Regions from separate parts of the Zea mays genome. Here all the other regions are linked to region 1. Evidence: chromatin contacts called from public Hi-C data. All regions are on one chromosome and are shown on one strand. Each heading gives the region's core, a stretch centred on a gene start, on an enhancer-like site or on the middle of the called end of the contact. The rest is flanking DNA. Distances are from core to core; before and after follow the strand shown.

What was found. A called contact is a pair of places that touch in the nucleus more often than the background predicts.
Region 2: a Hi-C map of ear shows a contact between it and region 1, with 1.9 times the contacts expected there. The contact joins the promoter of LOC100279246 here to the promoter of LOC100191929 in region 1. A contact is called at or near these places in 3 of 25 Hi-C or Micro-C datasets (ear, endosperm and tassel).
Region 3: a Hi-C map of tassel shows a contact between it and region 1, with 4 times the contacts expected there. The contact joins the promoter of LOC103633413 here to the promoter of LOC100191929 in region 1. A contact is called at or near these places in 3 of 25 Hi-C or Micro-C datasets (ear, leaf and tassel) and 1 of 3 datasets of contacts at active chromatin or transcription factors (leaf).

The regions. Positions count from the first base shown.
Region 1 is chr1:32,297,118-32,300,957 of Zm-B73-REFERENCE-NAM-5.0, reverse strand. LOC100191929 reads left to right here and starts at 1,776. Exons shown (of 6, transcript NR_183654.1): 1 at 1,776-2,253; 2 at 2,351-2,433. It overlaps LOC103633373 (small nuclear ribonucleoprotein Sm D3-like), which reads right to left and starts at 1,860. Exons shown (of 5, transcript NM_001301604.2): 1 at 1,447-1,860; 2 at 1,295-1,347; 3 at 1,128-1,194; 4 at 976-1,032. The coding sequence starts at 1,605.
Region 2 is chr1:32,045,431-32,049,270 of Zm-B73-REFERENCE-NAM-5.0, reverse strand. LOC100279246 reads right to left here and starts at 2,049. Exons shown (of 8, transcript NM_001152267.1): 1 at 1,391-2,049; 2 at 528-626. The coding sequence starts at 1,880.
Region 3 is chr1:32,492,461-32,496,300 of Zm-B73-REFERENCE-NAM-5.0, reverse strand. LOC103633413 reads right to left here and starts at 1,838. Exons shown (of 5, transcript NM_001368826.1): 1 at 1,684-1,838; 2 at 1,398-1,535; 3 at 1,197-1,300; 4 at 107-238. The coding sequence starts at 1,518.

The sequences.
Region 1 (3,840 bases), core at 527-3,026:
GGAGGGAAGGATGAGCCTCCCGAGGGGCGGCGGCTGGTGTGGAAGCAATTGGCGGCTGGTGTGGGAGGTGGGAGGAGAAACCCTAAACCTAATCCTTTGATACCATGTAGAATAGTGTAATGGATGATGTATTGATAATAGATGGGATACAATATATATAGACTCAACCCTAACCCTAATGGGCTGGCAGCCCAACAGTGGTGTCGGCCCAAACACAGTCTAACACTAACAATTATATTAAAGAGGGTCGATGGAAACCCTAGAGGCAGCAATTTGCAACCCTATATAGTCATTTTAGGTTTCCATTAGTTATGGCCTCACGGGCAAAAGAAGATAAAATCAAATTATAGAAGGTGGACCAATAGAAGTGAATATGTTTTAGTGGTTTGTAATGTATATCATGTACTCATATCTGAGCCAATCATATACAGCCAAACCAAAGGCAACGGGAAAAACAATGATTGAGGTAGAGCGAGGAAAAAAAGGAGATCCAAAGTAACAGTGTTTTGATGAAGAGCACATAACTGATGGAGAGGTTCTAGCTATCATACTGATGAGAAAACAAAAAAAACAACTCCCCAATATTTTGTGATATCCAATTATCCATTAAACTAGAATTCAATAACAGAACTGATGGAGATGTTCTAGCTATCCATGAGCAGATTTGCAGCATTATTCATCTTTGACATGTTTGATAGCGTACGAAAAAATACCCCATAAATTCATAATTTTAACTGATATGAGTGAGATTATTCTATGCAGTCAACCAACAAAAGTGTTGTGGTGCCTTTGGAAAGAGTTAATGCACAGTTAACTTTATTATTTCACAAGGGCACATACTCATTGCATTTTCTTTTGCAAATTACACAAACAGGTTAGTCATTATAGTGAAAACTATGTAATGAAATAAAGATACACTGGTGAAACAATCAAAGCGAAAAGTGTCACAACTCAAAACAATGGAAAGCAACATACCCGAGCACGCATTGCAACAGCACGTCCACGACCAACTCCAATAGCTGATCCTTTGCCCTACATTCGACAAAACAAGAAAATTATATACCATCTCACCATTAGTTTTCTCACAACAAGACACTAAGAGGTACAGGGAATCATCAGTAACAAACCCTAATCCTCGCTTCCAAGCGCTTGAACATGGGAGCGTTCTTGAGCATATCAGGTATAATCATAAATCTGTAACATAACAGCAGCAAAACCCACACACAGAAAAAAAAATTAGGCCGCCGTAACTCAACAACATTGCATGACGAAACAAATCTAGTTTTTCGATTACCTCACTCTGCTTCCTCTGATGAAGACGTGCTCCAGCTGCGAAACCTTCCCATCCTGCAGATTAACCAACAGAAAGGAAGAAAATATTCAGGGAACCATAATCCATGAGAATATAGCTCAGATCCGAAGGTAGCGCGGGCAGGGAGAGCATACCTTGGCAGTGAAGGTTATGTTCTCGAGCTGGCAATTCCAGTTATCCTCGCACTCGACCAATGACCCCCGGTACACTTCGCCGGTCTTGAGCTCCACCGTCACCACGTGACCCGCTGCCTCATGGAGCAACTTCACCGGGATCCCCAGGCTCCGGCTCATCTTCCCCTTTCCGTCTCTCTCGCTGGCTTTCTTTTCCCTCTTTTCGCCGCTAAAACCCCAGCTCGTGGAAACAGGGGGAGGCGGCACGAGAAGAAGCGAGGCGGACCAAGGGCGAACGGGAAAGAAAGGAGAGAGGAAGGCCTTAACGGGCCGTTTGTGAGGATACCAGCCCAAATTTGAGAGGAGGGGAGCCTGGTCCAAGTCGCCGCGAAAACGACCTCATCGAATCGCTTGGCGATGAGGCAAATCGCCGAGAGCCCGAGACGAATAAACCGATGCGACGCGTCTTCAATCCACCTGTCCGTGATCCGCTCACCTAGAACCTACTAGAAGGCGAACCAACCCGCACATTCACTTCTCTTCCCATCCGTACGAACTCGCAGATCAGAGAGACCGAGGCGCCCGCGGTTCTGCTTTCCTTCCTTGCCCCGTTCACGAGAGAATTTTCTGGAGTCTTCGACTCGAGCAGGGTTCCGATGGCGCTGCAATGGATGATCCTGGCGTGCGTGGTGGCGGTGGAAGCTGCGGTGGCTGCGCTGGTCACGCTCCCGGTGCCCCGCGCTGTGCGGGGCCAGATCGTCGCGCTCACGTCCTTGTTCCTGCAGCCCCTGTCCAGTGTGATACCCTTCGCCGCCTTCCAGATCCTCGGTGCGAGCATCGCCTCTTCCGTGAGACCCCGACCTAGGTTGGCTTGCGACCCCGTTTCGGGCTGACTGGTTCGTTCTTTTTTCTGATGTGGGTGCAGATCTCTACTGGAAGAAGGAGCACAGACTGATGTGCACCTCGGAGATTTGCACCGCCGAAGAGCGCATTCGCTTCGAGAAATCTGTGAGTGATTGATTCCCTTCCATGTTTAGATTTGTGTGGTGCTTCTAGGTTTCTGCTTTTCCTGCTTAGCTTTGTAAATCTGAAATATGTAGTGATTGTTTTCCCCTTAAGGGCCAGTTGTTTAGTTGGTGTTCTACTTCCTAATTAGATGGAAAAGCGTGAACTGGCCAGATAAGATCGTATTAAAATTTTGTAAAGTTTTATTGATGCTCTCATCTTCAATTTGATTTCAATACACCTGTTTAGTAAGATGATTACTTTCGAAACTTTAAATGGCTCTGGAAAGAAGCAAAGTTTTACTTTTGAGTAGATAAGTTAGAGAACCAGAAATTAGGAACAGTACAAGACGCAGAAGCAAAATTTGGAATATGGGTAGCCATGTTTTTTAGGCTATGTGATCTCCTATAGGCTATAGCACAGGAGGTATAACCTGGACACCTAGGAGCCCTAGGTGATGCCTAGGTCAATGTCATAACTAAGACCCTGTGGCTTCATGTGACACTTGGGGCTTGTTTGGGAACAAGGATACTAGAGGGGATTGGAGGGGCTAAAATCCCCTTGCTTTTCAAATCTGAATAGCAAGAAAATTTTAGCACCTCCAATCCCTTCCGGTATTCTTGCTCCCAAACAAGCCCCTGCGGTATGTCTCAACGCCTAAGCAACGACTCAAAACCCATGTGGGTAACAGAGGTAACAAACATATTCTAGTATTGGTCATATAACCTGTCAACTTTTATTCTATGGCCACTATGCAAGTGACAGGCTCAAAGCATGATGGTCTAACATATCATAGATTGGAAGATGTTTTGTCTATCAGCTACATTTTAGAGGAACTTGATGTTTTCTCATTTGTTGCACCCATCTTGTTAGATGGAATAAATGACATGTTTATTTGCAGCTACACTGATGTCAACATTTCTTAAAAGGACACCAATCTTTCTAAACATATTCTATTGGATGTACCTGTGTTAAGAACTAATAAGCATATATAGACCTATCCTGCATAAATATTTGGATTGCATGATAATTACCACCGTTGAGGCATGTTTGAGATGAGACATAGTACCAGATATACCCCTTAATTTGTATACGATAATTTGAAAAAGGAAGTTCTATTCAATATCAGCATTTGCAAACATTTTCCATACATTTCACATAAGCTGTTCTACAATATTACATTCCCAAAAAGGGCACAATCTATTATCAAGCATATATAGACCTATCCTGCATAAATATTTGGATTGCATGATAATTACCACCGTTGAGGCATGTTTGAGATGAGACATAGTACCAGATATACCCCTTAATTTGTATACGATAATTTGAAAAGGGAAGTTCTATTCAATATCAGCATTTGCAAACATTTTCCATACATTTTACATAAGCTGTTCTACAATATTACATTCC
Region 2 (3,840 bases), core at 800-3,299, 250 kb after region 1:
GCGTCCACTGATCATTCGAGTCACAGCAATTTAAAAAGGATGAGCTCACAAGAACTACACATCAAGTAGTTACTTCGTAGGCAATATTAACAGTTTCAGCTGTTTTTGTGTTAATCACTGACGTGTGGTTGCTACTAATGGGTCAGACCTTGAACACTGTAGGCAACAATTTCAGTTGTCTGTCTCTTCCTAAAGGCACACTGTTATTAATGAATTGGAGAACACCGTCCCGCAATTAGCAAATGTACTAACCATATACTAGACGTTTTGAGTTGACAAGGCACCATATATAAAGTTATAAACATCGGTTGATTTGACTAAAACACTTGAGCAAACAACAATTATAAAGTTTGCATTAGCAACCATGTAAAGTAAAAAAGGCACATGTTTAGAGATAGAAAGGGTGTATGAGAATTTCATATTTTCCATGCGTAATCAATAAAGACTATGTGATGCAACATGCGGTTACTAAATAAATGAATATCTGAAAAGAGCGCACACGTATGCATGAGTATATGCTTATGTACCATCAGTTATAGGAGAATCCAACCGCAAACTTTTAGTATCGACGACATTCCCCGCTTCTTTCAGCCCCCTCCCTTCCTTGTTATTATGAACTTCACGTCCTAAGGGAAATCAAGAGCACATGAGAGATTATTTTAAATTAATTACTCATGAATTTGCCACCTTTGTCAAGGTAACATGCAAACAGCTAACATACTGCATTAAATGAGTTAAAATGAAATCGTAACTGCACTAGCATGGATAACTCAACTTTAATCTCCCATGCAGATGCTTGAGTGCAAGATTCAAATATATCATCCTTACATAAATCACAACTAAGACAGCAGAATAAATATTTAACTCACTTCATTGTGGACCAAGAAGACCTATGAAATGCTCAGAATGAACACTATCCACATGGAGAAGCTCTGAATAGTTTTGCACGTGCCTATCTATATACATAAATTAACACAGGGAAGGCCTTATCAGTATCTTTAGGGCCTCTCCAGTTGGCAATTGGTGCAGAATCACACAATTCAGCACGTTAAAAGCTTGACCTTTAAGACATCGACATTTATTAACACATACAGAAGCCAAAAGCAGCAACGCTTGATCAGCTTTAGGCTACCACATTAACACGTAGAGATATCAGCATTTTGGCAACAATGCATCGTTGGTTCAATACCTTGAAGACCGATCAGTAAACAAGAAAATCAAATGCACAGTGAAAATGCATTTGATGGATCGTACCGTTTTTGACCCATCAGAACTCCGTGTGGCAACGAAACAGACATTATACTAATGCCAAACAAATAAAATTAGAGCACACTATCACAAAAAGAAAAAAAATAAAAGCAGTGCATCACACGAAAAGATCTCGTCTAACCATCTTTCTCGGATCCAGTCGCCGCAGTGGCGGCGCCGCGCGCTGGATCGGGGCGGTAGTGGGCGCCGTGGCGATGGTGCTGGTGGGAGTGATGGGACTGCGAGAACGAGGCGCGGCGAGGAGGCGGCGGCGGGAGCGCGGCCGGCGACGCGCCAGCCCCGAGCGCCTGGGCCGGCGGCGCGTGGCGGCGCCAGCTGGCTTGCTGGAGCGCGAAGGCGATGTCGCTGACGGGGAAGAACTGCTGCATGTGGATCACGTGCGGCCAGTGGTGGCGGCGCTGCTGGACGAGAGAGAAGACGTGGTCGTACTCGCCCGGCTCGCTGATGGAGCGGAGGTGGAAGATGAGGTGGTCGACGATGGCGTTGGCGGCGGCGAACTCGCCGCGCAGCCAGGTGATGAAGCCGTCGCGCTCGTCGACGAGCCAGGCGGCGGGCTCGGCCGCGGCGGCGCCGGGGGCCGGCGAGGCGATGACGGCGGCGGCGGAGGCCATCGCCGTGCGTCCCTCACCACTGCGGGCCGCCGCACACCCCAGCCAGCAATGCCGAGAGGAGAGAGAGATCTAGGGTTTTGCCGTATATTCTCGTTACAGTGTTGTTGGGTTTTTTTTATTTTTTTGTCTCGGGTGGTGGTGATGATGCTGGAATGGTGGACTGGTGGTGGCGATGCTGGAATGGAGACGAGAGAAAAAGAGAGGGGGAAGCAGCAAGCAGGCGCGGCTAGCGGCAGTAGTAGACAGTGAAGAGGAGGTGGGAAGAGGAGAGCCGGATCTGGGCATCCGAAGATTCGTGAAACGGGAGGCCGGCGAGAGGGCGACGCGGCGTCGAGCGGAAACCTAACGACTATGTGGAGCCGCAGGGCCGATAGATGGGTCCGGACCCATGTGTCGGCGTGTGGGATCGGGAAGCGGCGGGTAGGCGGCGGCCGGAGCCCGTGGGTGCTGTGCTTTAGGATTCGCGGGCTTTCTGGATGCTGTTACGGGAGGCGGGCGTCTGTTGTAATGTTGTTGGTTCGCCGATCGCCGTTTACCATCTCCCAGATGCTCGCGGGTGGACAGGACCCGCTTGTATAAGTGGCACGGATCTGTGGCTGTGGCTCATGCCTCTGTTTCTGTTTGGCGAGACAATTTTGTATTGGCTGATGGCCGACGGGAAAAGCGGAACAGAAAAGCCACTGCACCTACTGTTACAGTTATACGGAGCAACAAAGCAGCGTCCTGTAGCTGTTCCAATTTCACCGTCCGACATGTGGGCCATCACCATTGCTGGTGGTGCGTTCACGCGTGCCTGTCTCTGCCTGCGAGTGAGGGCCCCAGCCACCAGCGGCAGCGCTCGGTGGGGGCAGGGCACGCGGGCGGACGCCTCGAGATTCGCCGGGTTGCGACGGACGGACGGCCGATGCCGGGCGCGGTGGGTGTCGGTTGCAGCGGCCCCCACATTAATGTGGGTTGTTGCGAGGTGGGGTGCGGGACACGCACGGGACAGGAAACGGGAGTCCCTTTACGCCACCCGGCCGCCACACGTGGTGGGCGGCCCCACCCGTCAGCCACGCCAAGCGTCAGTTCGTTTCCGAGGGAGGGGCGAGGAAGAGGTAAAAGCGGAGTTCGTTTCCGATGGGTGGGCGAGGGAGAGGAAATTCCGTGCTGACTCGGGCAACTCCGGGCGCGTCTGTTTCTGCTGCCCCTTGGTTTCAGTTTTGCAGCGTTCCATTCCATCCCGGTTGGGCGCTCCGCGACGGGATGGCGCCCGCACGGAAACCGGGCCGTGCTAGTCCATTCCGCTCTGTTCCTTTCGGACCCATTGGGGAGCGACCAAACCGATTCGTGACGCCGCGCCGTGCGACCGTCACGTCGCGCCGCAAACAGACAAACAGGTCGGGCGGCAGGTGTGTTCCACGCGCACCTCCGCTTTTAGGATTTTTTACTATTTTTTTGGCAAAACCTTGCGCGGTAGAGATGGAAGCGCGTCTGATTCGCGAGGAGAAAAACTTTCGGTTTTCACTAGGAGTCTGGAGGGCGAGGAAATCCGCGAAATGTAAGATTCGGAATGGCATGGTGGGGGGAGGCCGCAGCCGTGCTGCCGGTGCCGATGCGATGGGTGGCACGTTGCTGTGGAAACTGAAAAGCGCAGGAGGTTGCTTGCGGACCAATCTTGTTTCCCTGAGTTGAAGGTTCACGTATAGATGTCCAAACAGTGCGGGCCGCCCGTTTGGCCCGTGGCACGGCACGAATTTAGCCTGGTCCAAACACGGCCCGGCACGGTCGGTTACGGGCCCGGGCCGGCACGGCCCGTTTAGCGGGCCGGGTATGGGCACATACGGCGGCCCGCGTGCTTTGGCCCGGCCCGGCACGATAAATGGGTCGGCACGACGGCGGCCCGCATATTTATGTAAATACTAAATATGTAAATACATTTAATTCTCTCATAGTATGTAAATACTAAATACGCGGCCAA
Region 3 (3,840 bases), core at 589-3,088, 200 kb before region 1:
TAAGGCTATTAAACAGCGTATAAATATTACACAATCATAATATTCATATATAAAAACACTAAAATATAAAGTATTAACAAGTGCTACATGACAGAACATTAAGTACCTTGAGACCCTGTATCTGTTGTTTCAGCTGGCTACCCTCATTGCTGGTCACTGAGCAAGCAATGACGGGTCTTGTCACACCACAAGCACGGCCAAGAGCTTGTTTCGATGGAACAAATACATATGGGACGTTCTGCACATACCATAAGGCAAATTTATTAGCCAATGGTGAATCTTTTTGTTTGCATAAGATCCAATGATGAATGCTGCCATAGTCATTATGTATGCTAACATTAAGTGTACAAGTAGGTCATCAACCAAGCAGGATAAAGAGAGCACAAAGAATCATGTAGAACTAACTAAACACAAGCCAAATCAACTAACATGACTGCATTGCCGGGCTGAATTGAACTATCATTGCATATCTGTTACTCAACAGCATCTAACCTGCTAGCACTAAATTTGTAAAAAAAAACTCCTGGCTTTGAGGCATTTCAATTCAAACCCCTTGAAAGATATATTCCATTTTGTTATGACAAAATTAACCAACAATTACTGCATAAGTATCTTATTATGTTATCAAATGTTAGTCATAAAAAACGTTTTGGGTACGTATCTCATGATATCAACCTCGCGACACAAAAAGTATATGCTAATAGAAAAAATGTTAGCTGAAAACGATGTAAAATGAGCATTATATTCTCTAACGTGGGGAGTATCTGAGAAACATAGTTGAAGTAATTAGTTTGTGGACATAGTAAGACAGTATCTGACAACATAATGTTGCAAGTATCCACGATGTTTATCATCAAAAGATTGGCTTCATTTCAATCAAAGCAAATAATAAATCCTATGTAGCTTAAGCAGTCAACGACGTTCATTGTCACTCACAATACAACAAATTCTTGTTTTCCATGTAACAGTAAATAAAGGGCAGTCAAGACAACTTCAGCTGCATCCAGAGTTATGTGGCAAAGATGCGCCTGATAATATGATGTATTCACAACCAACATGACAGATAGTGGCGTCCAAACTACCTACCTTATCACACAGAAAAAGATCTAATAACAAAAAACACTATAATCCAAAAAAAACAATAATCACACAGCACTACATTACAAAACAAAAGAGGAGAGAGAAAAAATCAGTACCTTATCCTCGGCTAACAAGGGGAGGTGGAGCAGGATCTCGAGAGGCTCCGTGTCCGCCGCCATCACAACGAACTCCGATATCCCCCTATTCAGGGTTTTCGTCGCTGCGCGCAAACACAAAAGACACAAATTGAATAAGTATAAACCCCAGAATTAACAGAGTACAGGTCAGGAGACGTGCACAAGGTATTGGTACGGTACCTTCGTTCGCTCCCTTCTTGAGCTGCTTGTAGTTGGCGGCCTGCTGGATGATATCGAGGATACCCATCGTCAGCTGCGCATCAGCCAGCGGGTACGCCTTCGGGTTCACCGCGGACTCCATAGCAGGCCGGGGTGGATCTAGTAGAGGGAGATGGGCGTAAATACCACCATAGTTTTTCAGCAAAAAGGTAGAAGGTAAATAAGCATGAAACAGCCAAATAACTTGATGTTAGGGTTTGAAAAGTCAGTTTCGCACTGCAGACCGGGACGAGATGGGTGGGAATACCTGGTGGGCGTTCTTTGCCGGCGAAGGGCGGCGGTTGCCCGGCAGAGTTATTCGGCCCGGGCTTGGTGGCGGTGGTGTACTGGTTGTCTGGTTGAGTGAGGGCTAGCGGCTGGAGTGCCGTGTGAGGAAGCCGGGAGGAGAGGCCGAGACTGTTGGCGGTTAGGGTTACTTCGCAGTAATATATATCTGGCTGGTTTAGTTGGGCCCTTAATGGGCCTTCTTGTTCCAAACTGGTGACGGGCCTGTTGCCCTGTACGCATGTGCAGCGGCTAATTGGTTTATCTCCTTAACTAGGTCCGTGCGGTGCGGTGCGCAAAAAAAAAATTGTACGAAACAAAGATATAGAACGATATACATTGTATGATTTTTTTTGTTGATAATTAATTTCTTCTCTATCTATATTTATACTAATATTCTAAATTATGGATAAGTAAAATGAGATTAACCCTGGACGACAACTATATCAGTTAGAGCAACTCCAAGAGACTCTTTATATCCTTCATAATCTATATAAATAGATATTTTACCGTTGGAGATTGAAAATATATAGAAAGTGGTTTTAATATAAATGACTCTCCAAATGATAATTTAGAGAGTGAAATTTAAAAATACTCTTGAAGGTGCTCTTACAGGCTCATTCGTTCCACTATTATTGTATCTTTTTATATTTTTAGTATCTGTATAAGTAACATATTCTATTCTTCGTTATTTTCTATGTTAAGTTAGAGGCTCATTCGTTCCACTATTACTTTAACTTTTATATTTTTAAGATTAGTATCAATAACCTATTCTATTCCTAGTTCTTTTCTATGTTTTTTCACCTTCAGATTAGCCTATGGATGTGAGTTTGTATATATCCGTGTCTGTGCGTTTTAGTTGATTTTCCTATGGATGAAAAGGCTAGAAAAGTTGAGATAGTGGTGAGCATAATATTAGGAATTTAATTTCTTCATTACAAGATGATATTGTTCCTCATGGTCACTCATTGTTCTCTCATAGAGTGTACAAATGTACGACTATAATGGATGGGCATCCTCGTGGTTCCATGCCTGATTAAAACAAGCCTTGCAAAGACATATAAAGAGAGTGATTTTGGCATGTGCATTCCACTTCTCATAGTGTACCTTATCACCAACTAGGATGGTGGGTCCTTATGTTTTGGAAGTCCTTTTATGGTGACTCTAAAGACTTTCACATCAATGGCAACTAGATATGCCTCTATATGATTTTTGTAACAAGAAAAATCATCTCCCTCGAACATGGGAGGGGTCCATCACCATCGGACATCTTTGTCTAAGTGAATGATGCCTAAACCAATGAGCACGAGGCTTTGATGCCAATTGAAAGAATTCAGATGTCTAAGAGAGGTGAATTGGGATAAACTAAAAAACTCTAACAAATAAATCCTATTAGATAATCCACTTCACCTCTTATGCCTAAGAGTGTTTTCTGTTCGATCATAAAAAAATTCACCCTATGTTCTAACCCTATTTTAGCATGTTAATTCTAGTAGTATAAAGACAATAATTAAATTTCCTAGATATAGATGCTCAAAGTTAAGAAGGGTTAGAAACACAGTGATGTTTTCCCACGGCATCGGAGAGTCGATACTCTCCACTATTCCTCATTGCAGCTTCTGCACAAGGATGTCATCGTCCACCATTCGCGTAAGGTTCTAGTGCTCTATATGAATTGATTCTTTACCACTCTAGCATGGTGAATCACCCACAACCATTTACACCTTGAACTGTACCACCCATAATCTCCACAAAGTGATAACCAAACTGAAAGGGAAATAGGCTTACACCTTTTCCTAATTGATTTTGGTGGTTGAAGTGCCCAACACAAATAATTGGACTAACTAGTTTGCTCTAGATTATAAGTTCTACAGGTGCCAAAGGTTCACAACAAACCAATAAAAAGACCAAGAAATGATTCAAATAAAGAGAGCAAAAGACAACCGAAATGTGCCCTGGTCTGGCGCACCGGACTGTCCGGTGCGCCACCGGACAGTGTCCGGTGCACCAGGGAACCTGACTCCGAACTACTCACCTTCGGGAATTCTGGGAGCCACTCCGCTATAATTCACTGGACTGTCCGGTGTGCCAGCGGAGTAACGACTACTACAGCACCAACGGTCGTCTGCAACAGCAGTTA